Linked DNA regions of Anser cygnoides: region 1 is linked to region 2. The links are chromatin contacts, called in public Hi-C maps. All regions are on one chromosome and are shown on one strand. The core of a region is the stretch at or near the end of the contact, and the rest is flanking DNA. Distances in the headings are between cores, read along the strand shown.

Region 1 (6,459 bases), core at 2,823-5,322, 630 kb after region 2:
AACAAAGCAAAGGTCTTACTCCAAACTCTGCCAAGCTGGTCTGGTTTCAAGTATGTTCTCAAATAGTAATAAAGCTCGTAACAAAGCCAGGAAAAGCCGGATTCTTGGAAGACTGCATTAACGGGCAATCATAATCTGAATTAATAAAGTAGGAAGATGTCTCAAGGTGGTTTCCATTGCTATAACTTATACAGAAATTACCTGGAGAGGGGCAGTATGTTCTGGCTGTAAGAGCTGAGGCCCAGCCGTTCGATGCTGTTGTGAACTGAGGGACCTTTCCAGTGGTGTATTATGATTAAGAGGTACTGATACACGCTGGAACTTTAAATGCTGCAATCTGAGATGGGATTCAGATTTAAGCCTCTGGCTTTAGTCCACATCTCCAAATAACTGCCAATTCAATGCTCTGTCTTGAGCAACTGTTTCCGTTAAACCAAATTTTTGTGTGTTAAGCTTGGATTCTGAAGTTAAACGCCTCTAATTGGGAAGGATTTGAAACCATGACTAATCACTGAGTGCTGGATTCCCTTCTCATTATGTCCTTATATCCAGTGTGCACTCACCTCATGTCTTCTCTGTCCTGCCTTTCTTTTGGTTCTTACCGAAATAGTGGAAATCTCAGAAGAAAGCCTAGCGTGCTGCGGAGCACATGATTGCATGAGCGAGACCACTAACGCCACTGCGTCAGCAGGACCCTCCGAGTCCTTAAAATACACTCTGCTAGGGATCTACACCGGTAAGTAATCCACGCAATCTTTAATGAATATCGCTGATGAGGAACCCACTATTTGTGAAACCAAGCATCATTTTACAGATTAAGTTTCCAACTTCCTCCTTCAACCCAGTTTGCTAAAAAGAAATATGATATGTGAGAGCTGTAAACAACTCCTTCCTGAAGAGTTTCAAATGCTGTGTACCGGTGCCACATCGTTTTTGCCTAAAGGAGCAAGCCACTTTTCACCTGGAGTAAAGCTGTAGCCCGGTATGGTGACCCCCATAGGACTGTACTGTAATTAGAGGTGGATCTGTACCATGGCTCCCAGAACATTCAGTCATTTAGGGGGGAGGCTTTTGGATCCCTGCTGAGATTTTACAGCTTCAGTCAATTCTCAGCTGTGATGCTTGAATTATAATACATTTGTGCGAAAGGCGAAGATAAAAAGCAGCGCTAGGCGAATTGGCACGTCTCTCATTTAGTAACGACAGCTCCAATAGACCTTCCTTGCATAAGGCTAGAAAGAAATCAAAGACAGGGAAGGTTGATGCCATCAAAAACTGGAATGACAAAAATAGATATGTAAAGATTCATACAGTGACATCTTGTAGCAATGAAGGAAGTTCAAAATGCATCTGGCTCAGAACAGGTTCATCTCTAGATAACGGGGAAGTATCTAGCAAGGCAATATGTCACCTTACCTCTGTTAAAATATCTTCACAGTCTCTGCACACATATATGCTCGCTATTCTGGGACAGATGGATAGCATTTGTCATATGCTCACACAGAGCGTATGCAACCCAGTCAGAGCCAGCACTCACCAGGCGAGTCCATCACAGCAAATCCTCTCTCCTTCCCAAGCCTCCATTCCTTATCGGTGAGAAAACGCAAAGAGTATTCCCCAATTTCCCTTACAGAGTGTGCTGGAGCTGATGCCTTTCTGTTAAAGGCAGGTTTGGCTCGCAAGTTCAAATTTAAATTTGACGACTAACATACACAGCACTCCCTTAGGCTTTGCTCATGCAAAATGAATGCAACCCCGCTGTCTACTGACCTTGCGTCAGTAGGGTTTCATTTTTCTTTTAAGCTTTTAATAAAAGATACGTCTTTTCCTACCTCAAGAAAAGCCATATAGCTAGATATTTCATTTAGAGACATTTTTAAAACATCTCCCCTGTTTGGTTGCTGAATACGTATTTTGCCAGCTTGGGTAGAGCCAATAATGGGTAAGTCTCCTGTTGTTTATTTTGTGCATGTTTCTATTTATGTTCATACCAATCACTATTAAGCCATGCAGTTACTTATCTCCTGTAGTCGCTCTTGGTTCATTTGACATATTTGTTAGAATATTTGTTCTGTAAATGTGCACGTCCTGCTCTCATCCATTTAAGTCCTGCCATCAGCCCATACACACTAATGAACACCCTGGCAGAATACACACCTCTTAATGGTTTACAGTCCAGCCACAGTGGAGAAACAGTACGCTGGAGAATATATTTTCATTCTAGAAGACATTGGTGAGAAATAATAAACAATTAGAAATTGAGGCAATTTAATATAAATCTGCTAATGTATTTGGACAGTAAAAGTCGTCAGAAAGTAGCACAAATATAGTAACATAGGAGGACATTAAACAAGCCACGTGGATGAGAAGAGGGGCCTGGTTCTCCTCTTATTCTCTAACTCCACTTGTTTGCATGGATGGATTTCTAAGCTACATCAGTAAGAGAGGAAACACAGTCATGCCTTGTATCTGTCATAAAGCAATCAGTTGCCAGTCTGTGGCTTCGTGTATATTATTAGCTACAATTATCTTCCTGATAACATGAGCAAAATCGTATTGATTCACTCCACAGGCAACAAATGTAGACTGATACATACACAATCATTTTTTAATTAACTACGCTATGTATTCTTTTATATGCTGCTTCTGCTAGGAAATTATAGGTTCAAAGCTGTAACCTGTGTCTTCTTCAAGTCACCCACAGCTGTTCACTGTCATCTTTAAAACAGCACATATTCTGTACTCAAAGTCATGCTCAGAGCTGACCAAATAGCTAACCAAATAAAAGGGCTACATGTACTGGGATCCAAGGCAGCGGTTCTACTCCTAGTGCTTTATTTTTCTTTCCGTGTAGTTGAAGGAAGATCCGCCCCCAACCATGAATGCCTTGGCACTGAAAGTGAATATTCCTTGCTTGTGTTGATTTAAAGCCTTTTGATAGATCCAAAGGGAGCTCTTTCTGGCCAGCTCCCCAGCCCCGCGACCCCTGGCCTGCCCTGGAAGGGTGAGCCATCACCCTCAGTGGCCGTGCAGCTGGCCTGGCGGCTGTCACAACAGGCGAGTCACAGCTAAGCAGAGGGGATTTGCGAGGTGCACAGCTGTATGCTGAAGATGCAAATGTAGATCAGGCCTCCTTGTTTACACAGAAATGGCCTTTACACTGAAGCGGAATCATATTCATCTGCCAAAACATCCCATAGAGAGCTAAGCACTAAGTCAGAACAATAACAGCAACAAGCGATTTCCCATCCTTCTTCCAGCGTTCCTCATTTTTTTCATGAACTTTTTGTTTTGTTTTTGCAGCTAGTGGTGTGCTAGCTGTGTTGCTGATTGTTATATTTCTGGACCAGATCAAATCTGACCAAGCAGAGACTGAGAAAGAAATACAAAAGACACCATCCCTTTGGTCTACGTTCCTAGCAACTTTCCAGCACCTTAAAGATAAAAGACAATGCCTTCTAATCCCTCTGACAGTGTACAGTGGGCTTGAACAGGGATTTCTTGCTGGTGACTACACAAAGGTGTGGATGACAATGCAAATCTATTTCTGTCTGATTGTTTTTTTTTGCCTTTGTGACTTACTGTTGCATCTGATCTATATTTACTTGTTTGAAGATGTTCTCAATGGTGATTTGTGCCTAGTTACTCTTACTTCTACTTGAGTGACTCTTGACATCTTCAAACAGAATAGGCCAGCCGTAAACATGTCCCTTGGAACAGCCTTAAAAAGAGCACAGAGGAGAGCTTAACTCATCAGTGGAGGCCACAGAAGAGAGCTACAGGTTCAAACTCTTTGGCTTGTTGTAAATAACAAACTGGGAGAAAAGCCAGAAGTCTGCAAAGCTTTTGTATCTTCCTTCCTTCTGGTTTCCCTAGAGTTTCTGTAAGTGCAAGTCAGCACACATACCACATATTTTATTTTATGAACCTTTACAGTATGAGGGCAAGCCATCAACATTGCTGGCTGAAAGCCCTTACCAGTCGCTAGTGCAGCATGTCCAAACCCTGACATCGAAATGATCAAAACCTCCTCTGCTCCTCCAATTCCTCTCCAAACCTGGACACGTAGTAGGTGTGCTCTCCACACATTTGTTGAGAAAGCCTCCAAAGAAAGGGGGCAAACTTCCTGAGCTGCTTATTTGAAATTTAAGCTATCAAACCTTGCATATAAGCAGATGGAAGAGTGCACCTGCTGCTGTGTTTGAATGCATTGAGAGGGGCACTCCATGGCCACGTCCAGAGGCTGCATGCTCTTGCAGGTGAGGTCCTCCTCATTTCCCAGGAGGTGCTCAGTGATAATCATAGTGCCGATTGTTGATCTTCAGATCCTGAGGTACAAAGGAAAGGGCAGAAAACTCCTAGTGCCACTGCCAGGAGTTTTATTTGCATAGTGAGCAGTGCCCCAGTGCTTTCCCCTGCTTGTTACTGCTCTGTTTGCATAGCATAGGTCTGACTGGGAACCGGGTTAGGGATATCACTGCTGAAGGCCAACTATGTCAGTACTCCAGAGACCTGTCAGCAAACTCCGTAGCTGTGCTCCTTTGACCTTGTCTGTGCTGGCTATTTACTAAATACACAGGCTAAGACCCTTGAACCTTAGCTGCATATTTTCCCTGAAGCCAATGTGTCACCACTGTCTCTTCTCTTGCAGACATATGTGACCTGTGCCCTGGGGATACACTATGTTGGTTACGTGATGATCTGCTTTTCAGCTGTGAATTCCCTCTGCTCTCTGCTCTTTGGAAAGATCTCTCAGTTCACGGGTAGAAAACTCCTTTTTGCATTAGGTATGTAAAGGTCACTTGAAGGACTGATCACCTCATGTAAAATATCAAATCCAGTGCTCCCCCCTTTGTGTGCACTACAAAGGGAGAGCTCCCTGTCAGCTCTCAGTTAAAACCAAAGTCAGTTGGGGGGAAAACTTAACTCATGAGAAGAGAAGCAGCACAGCCAACCAGTGTGTTCAAGTCACTGCCTTACACCACTTTGCTGGTGTAGTTAACCCTGCTTTTATCTACTCAGAATGATGAGCTCAGAATTGATGCTTTATAGCTCTAATGCAACCGGCGATAAATGATCTTACAATGCAGAAGTTGAGGTCTACACTATACCTGAGAAGGACTTCTCCATTGGGGTGAAACTTCCTCACCTTTACGGAGCGAAAGCCACCGAGAACCTAGTAGGATACACTGCTGATTTGAGTCTCAGGGGGTGGTGAACCAAGAACTGTCAATAACCAATCTAGAAATTTTAGGAAAAATTTAAAAGAGTGGCCTAGTGTACTTTTCACTGCTTGTTCTAAAGGGTGAAAAATAAAGGAAAGGGTCATATGATAACGTGTCAGGCTAAAATAACTTGAGGGCCTGTATATGGAACAGCAATGTTCAGATTGCCATGAGAAGAGATTTGTATATTTAAGAACCTCTCCATCTCCAGAGAATGCTGTTACAGGAAATAATGGAGGCAGAAGAACACCAAGAAATGTTTAATTTCTGTCCTAGTATCCACTGAAGTATCTACGCTGAGGTGTATTGATACTTTACTTCCATTACACAGACTTCCACATTATTAGAGACCTCCACAGGAATTTTTAAACCTGGGCAAGGAAGAAGAAATTTAGTGTCCTTTATATTACTGTCACTATTCAGTGATTGTTCTACATGCATTTCATTCTGTGAAACTAATTTTAGATGTAAAAAAAAAAAAGCAAATTAAAATAAATTAAAAAAAAATAGCATTAGTAATGCAAGACCTCTAACCTCTCAGTTCTGTTTAATAGTCTTTGTACTCAGACTCTAAATGTGTGCCCGTGACAGAGAACAGCCAGTTACTCATTTACGTGCTGCTTTTAAAAAGAAAGACAGAAAGGCAGCAGTCACTCTAGACATCCTTAATTGCCTCCTTTAGACCTGAAACAAAATCTGTGTTTAAGGGCTACCTAAGGAGAGGCGACCAGTGCTTCCTCTCCCGTGCCACATGCATCGCATTTGGATTGCAGGGCTTTCAGCAGCCCCTTCTGCTGCTGAGTGGCAGTTCTCATCCTCTGGGATATAAGCCACACCAGCTTCCAGGATCTCAGTTTAGGACACTGCTCAGAATTATTAACTGAAGACTGCAAAGGGATCGCATTGTCTTGTGTTTCATGTGATATCAACCCAGTCAGCGCAAATCTCAATGAACCAGAAAGATTTTAAGATTGCCTTGTGCTTTAGTTGGGAGTAGAATTTTAAAGCGCATCTACCACTATCTGTCCTGCTTATAATAACATTTATATTTCACTTCTTTCTTTCTAAATTGACAGCCACAGTTACAAACATTGCCTGCATAATAGCACTACTGCTGTGGAAACCTCATCCTAACCAGCTTGTTGTGTTCTTCATATTCCCTGCTCTTTGGGGCATATCTGATGCCATTTGGCAGACACAAACTAATGGTAAGTCCTGGTGACAATGAAATGAA
Region 2 (6,025 bases), core at 1,707-4,206:
TGTGTGAGCACAAGATAATGGACAGTGGAAGGGAGAGGTGAAGGGTATCCAAGAGCGAGATAAGGAGGAACTGCTTCTTCCAGCAAAAATGACAGTTTGTGCAAGTTAAAGCAGTTTGTGTAAGTGCAGTTCTGATGAATATCTGTCTTCAGTCAGTAAGACAAATACTGTAAAATTCACTTCAGATTTCTCACTTTCTTTCCTTAATCCCTGCTCTGTTTGCTGTAAACTAAAAAAATGCAAGTGAATCTGATTTACAAAATGCAAGGTTTTTAGACAAAGTCAAAACATTGAATAATTAACATAAAAGAGTATACAGTACTTTTCTCTGTCATGAAAGCTATGAAGAAATCGTCCCAGGTCTCATAGGAGGGAAGAACAGACATGCCATTGGAAAAATGATAAAAAGATGTAGCCACATCTTTTGGATTGCGAATCAACAGCAATATCTACAAAATAAAAGTATTTTATTTCTGCAGTGAAAAATAACAAACCATAGTATGAAGAAAAAAAAAAAAACAATAGTCTTCTTTAGAATTACAGTCTGGGGAATTTCTAGTATGTCATACACTATTTGCAGTAGTAACATTTTTTTCCTAAATCCAGTAAGTGAAGCATTTTGCTTCACTTCAGTACCTTGTGAATATGATTGCCTATAGTTATCAAAATATCTTTTCCAGATTAATCAAATTAATTATGCAGAATTTAAGTATGATTTGCTCAATGCGAGTATTATTCATCATTTAGATAGTGAGGAAAAAATCACACAAACACAAATTCTCTCCAGAACTTAACACATTTGTGACAACATTGTGGAAAGCCTTCCATAGGAAGTTGTGTACAAATACATTTTTTTACTGCTGGAGGGTTTGTTTTCCCCCACATCTGCCTTGTGGATACTGAAACAAATGTGTCAGTAAAGATGAACTGAGACTTACTGAGATAAATGGTAGCTATTAGTCAAGTAAAAATGGCCAAGCTAAACACTATGTAAGTATAAGAATGATTTTGAAATTTGGCCTAAAAGCACTAGATTGGCTTTCAAAAGCATTTGTAGGAGTGTTTGCTTACAAAACATTCAAATCATCACTCACCTTGGCTTTATTTTTGAAGATAGACCTTGGAAGATTGTCAGGAAGGAGATGAGTAAATATAACTCTTCGAGAAGGTAACTTGTTCATTCGCTTTATTAAGAATTGGAAGGAGGAAAGTAGACATTTCAATTACTACAAGTATTGTTCCATTCTCCTGTGATAAAATATTACTTCGCTAAATTTATCAACAGTTTTTGGCTGATCAGACGCACTTATGCTTTATGAGTGTTATCCTGGGATCTTAGCAGACTGCCCTGAGTAGCAATAATCTTCAAAAGGCCCTGAGAATGAACATTTGGAAGGAGGATTAGCCATTACTAATTCTCTTTAGTGATAATGAATTTAATATGTTCTGCTAGACAAGGTATGAAACTGAAAGGTAATATCCAGAATCTAACTGGGAGCATGGGAAAGCTGAATGATCCCAAGAGAGAAGGGGGGATAAAGAAGAGGTGGTAGAAAAGACAAAAGTCATTCTTTCAATATTTAACTTTTCATGAAACTCTTCATAAATACAGAAAATGCTACACCGAATTTCCGTAGTGCTTGTATTTCTAATGAGTATGTGCTCCTCCCAAGCCCTGTAGAGTGTCCCTTTATCCCTCAGCATTTGGCAACGTAAATGAGTTTCAACCTGGCCAGATGCAGCCTACAGAGACATGGAAGAGTTCTTATCAAAGAGTGGAGTATTTCACATGGCATATATTCAGTGTTTTAAGCACCAAATTTTTACAACTTTAATAAGTATTCTGTGCCCACCTCGTATTTCCCAGTATCTCCAACTTCAAGGTAGGGGAATTCTTCTAGGTCTTCATCATTAACACTTTCTTCATCCTGCGTTTTCTTTTCAAATGTGGCTACCAGATCACTTAAGATCTGACCTACCCAGTTTGTACCTGAAAGGGGAAAAATACAGAATTGCTTGTAAAGCCTGGAGAAAAAAAGCAGAAGTGGATCTGCCAGCAGACAGGAGGTAGGCAGTACTACCAGGTGAGTTGCCTGGTCTTCTTTCATGTGATACAGTATCACAGCTGACTGTCTGGATAATCACCTCTCAGGGCCCTACCTTTGCCCCCCTGAAGGTTACACTTCTCCAACTTAGATGGCTAAATGCATCATAAATTAACTTGTAAATTGTAAAATAACTAATAAGGGAGAAGAACCACTGATTCAAATATGCAAACATGCACTAATGTAATAATTTTTAATTGTTACAAGTGGGAATAGGGGTGGTAAACCTGTAGCTCAAAACCTAGTATATTACATATGTTTTCTGATGTGCTGCACAGGATTATCTTGGGTGGAAGGACAGGTCACAGAACTTTAGCATAGTTGCAGTACTAGACCCCAAAATTGTGCTGTGTATGCTCGTTTTTTTACCAATATGTAATGTAGTATCTAAAAAAATGTCTGAAATATTTCATATATATATATGTGTGATATATTTTTTCGCAATGTAAAGAGAACCTGTAGAGAAGTCTTGTGTTTAGTTTACCATTTCCTGACCTGTGGACACTGGGTTCCTACATCTTTGTCATTAGAGTTTAAGAACTGCATTTTAGCGTATAACATTTCTTCAAACAGAAAACATGCTAAAAAAATAGCAAAAACTTTATAAACCTGCCAACTGTGGCTATCTGCTGTAAGGCACTGTGAATCCTATTGCCGAAGGAGAAAAATAGCTATATTAAAATGGATATGTAACACATCCAAAAGCCAGCGTAGAGTGTTTTCAGGGAGAAGCAGCAAAGATGTAGGGTAAACTAGCAACCCCAGAAAAGAACTCCTCTTGATCTCCCAATAAAAATCCATGTGACCACTGTCAAGCGTTGCAAAATCATTTTTGGTAGTCATGGATTTTAGATATTCTAGAAATTTATGAGAAAAAAAAAAAGAATATGCAGCACTGCATGTGAAGGCACCAATGGGTTCATTCTATGTAGAAACACAAAGCTACTATCTTTACAAACATAACTGCAAGAGCAGATCCTGCAATACTAGGAAATCTAATTGCCTCCAGTTTGAGAATTACATTTTTATTCTTTTCAGTTTGTGCATACAAATTCATAACTACAAAAATTAAAGATAACAAAAGCTTTACATGCTTTTTAGCTTTTATAGCTAAGAAAAATCAGATGTCTTTCTCAGTCATTTGCAAAATTCCTATATAATGTCCTCATAATTAGCTTTGTTGTGTTTTTTTTTAAAAAAAAAAAGTTCTACTTTTTTTTTTCCTCTAAAAATTGTAAATAGAACCTACTTATTTGATATCACATAAAATCATTTACAAAGAAAGCAAACTATATTCACCAGATTTAGGGTATCCTGCCAAAATGACATCATCACTTCTGGCTTCAAGGGACTCCATAGCTTTAAACACTTCAAGACTGCAAACAGTAACAGGGTAGAGAATCCCCTTGTAAGAAAAAAGCAGTTCATCACGATTCATTGTGTTAGCAGCAGCCATTGCCTTATGTACCACATCAATAAATTTCTTCCTGGGCTTTTCCATTCTTCTCTGCCTCACACACAGGCTCCGTCACAGTGAGAAATGCTACAATGGAAAGAGAACCAGAGTGTGCCTTTTAACAGGGCTTTAATTTGGGGGGTTTTGGCAAGGAGAGGGTGTGGGGGGGTGGACCTTGTAAGCAATAATTAACTACTCTTTTTGAAACTGGAAAAAAAAAAAAAAAACTTAACCGCAGACAAAGACCTTAAGTCACTTGAACCCTTTGATATCAACAGAACATAGATGTAACAGAACAAGAAAAACAAGCAAATGTAATTGCATCCTGGGTTAAAGGTTTTATCTAACTCAAAAAACATCATATGCCAAAAATATGCAAATAATTACAGCAGAGTTTATAAACAAAGTACATCGAGATAGAAGAAGGACATGAATTACAGGCTAGGGTTTGACTGGCATAAGCACATTCCTTGTGGCCGTTCTGCTCTTTTCAGCATTCATTCTGCTGGGATATTTTCTTATATAACTCTTTTTTTTTTTTTTCCCCACAAAAGTGAGATAAAATGCACTGGGATTGGGAGAGTGTTTGCTGCATTAGCGACTGTCCTGTGATGGTGGCCAACTGCTCCCTCCAGCTGGTGCACAGGAGGGCAGAAGGACCAACACACTCTTTGACCATTGTTCTTCTCCGTTTGGATTGCAATAGAGAGGTCTGGCTTTCTGGTGGTTACATGAAAATGACTACTTTTACATGTTCTTTCCTTAATGAGCTCAATCATTTTTTAATAACTGATCAATGATCACTGACTTAGTAAAAATGTAGCCTCAGTTATAATGATTATTATTTATAATGGACTTTAATTGATGAACTTCAGACTGCACCAATCTCAGTACAAAAATTAAAGTAATGCCCAAGTTTAACATTAACATCTTTGACAAGAGGATGGATCACAAGGCAGAGAGGAAGCAGAAAATAGATCCTCCCTCCCTGCCCCCCCCCAAAAAAAAATAAAAAATTAAAAAATTAAAAAAATAAAAATTGTGCCAAGTGTCTAAATACCATTCTTTCCTATCTTTGAATGCTGCCTGTTGGGCTGCTGTAGCAGGAGGGCCACCAATGGCACACCTGTATGCTTCTGTCAGTTGCTTGCCCTGGGGAATTCACAACCTGGCATTGAGGCACCCTGCAGCACTCACAGGATCACCTGGCCCTACAGCTCTTGCATTTTGATGCAAATATTGTTCAGTCTATGGAAATCTTTTGCTTTTACCTTCATCTCTTATTTTCTATAAAACTTTATCAGTATATAAAAACTACCTGTGAGCAGGCATCAGCTGAACCAAGTGGACACCTCGTGACTCCTGCTCAGTCCATTTCCTGAATCAGAGCTCGCATCAATGCACATCCAGTTGGCACCATCTGCATTGCTTCACTTACATTAGCTAGAAATTACTGTACAATGAAATAGCATCTTTGCTGATTCTTAACGTGTAACCAGCTATTCTAGCAAAACATAAAACAGCTTGCCTTATTTTTTTTTCCTTTAGCTGGGGTTTTCATAATAGAAGCACATACTTCGTTCCCATACTTCAATCTTCACAGAATAGTCCGGAGCAATTTTGAGAGTGAAAAACCATTGGATTTCTCATGTATATTTGCCAGAAAAGGCAGTCAGGGCATTCATTGCATTCATTGGAGGCATGTATTATGATTACGATTAGGAACTGAACACACACACACACACATACAAAAAAAAAAAAAAAGGCAGTATTACTGAAGAAAAACCAATTAGAAGACAAGAAGACATAAGTCATAAGGAGGGATTTGGAGGGGAATTAAATTTCTTGGGTGAAAAAAAAAAAAAAAAAAGGATCAAGATTTCGTAACGTGAGCCTTTGATACAGCCATCTGCCACGACACCGTAGCTGGGAGAGGGGGAATGAACCTCACATGGTACGTGTTGCATAAGAAAGACTCTGATCCTGCCAAATGCTGAAACAGGAGACTGATGGAAAACATTAGTTGGTTTAAAGTTTCTAAAAAGCAGCTTTAAAAACACGGAGATTAAAAACAGATTAAAGGATTTGGTAATCTCCAGATTAATGGTGTTTGTTGTTCAAACCACCACTGTGCCTCTAAAGGTTTCTGACTTCCCATAGATATCAGACTTGGTCCTTCCTGATTGTGGAGCTTTGCAGAAAGAGTCTGGTGAGCTTTGCTGTGACAGCTACAGGACTCTGCCAGCTGACAATTACCCAATGAACTGATCTGCTTGTGCAGAGCTATTCCCTGTTAAATGAAGCAACAAAACAATCCCCAAACATACCCTCAAAACTTAAGGGATTGTGCTCTCAGTTGGTAGGTGAGAAGAGGTGGGTTTCCATAACTGTTCCTGTGGTCTGCATGTATCTCACTCAGACTCTGGAAAAGGCTTCAATAAATCAGCCTTCCAAAATGAACTAA

What was found. A called contact is a pair of places that touch in the nucleus more often than the background predicts.
Region 1: a contact with region 2 is called in a Hi-C map of liver, with 3 times the contacts expected there. The contact joins two enhancer-like sites. A contact is called at or near these places in 2 of 7 Hi-C or Micro-C datasets (both in liver).

The regions. Positions count from the first base shown.
Region 1 is chr3:46,911,804-46,918,262 of Taihu_goose_T2T_genome, forward strand. It overlaps UNC93A (unc-93 homolog A), which reads left to right. Exons shown (of 9, transcript XM_048045931.2): 5 at 611-736; 6 at 3,304-3,521; 7 at 4,652-4,787; 8 at 6,302-6,433. Among named protein-coding and RNA genes, the nearest start is that of TTLL2, 8.7 kb to the right of the region's middle. Within about 2 kb of position 4,073, at least 1 of the 3 cell types and tissues checked has open chromatin away from gene starts, as enhancers often do. A contact at or near this core is called in liver, where this site is marked.
Region 2 is chr3:46,286,670-46,292,694 of Taihu_goose_T2T_genome, forward strand. LOC106044595 (sulfotransferase 6B1-like) reads right to left here. Exons shown (of 10, transcript XM_013194697.3): 4 at 3,405-3,648; 5 at 1,854-1,990; 6 at 1,095-1,184; 7 at 323-449. The coding sequence starts at 3,606. Among named protein-coding and RNA genes, the nearest start is that of DACT2, 37 kb to the right of the region's middle. Within about 2 kb of position 2,957, at least 1 of the 3 cell types and tissues checked has open chromatin away from gene starts, as enhancers often do. A contact at or near this core is called in liver, where this site is marked.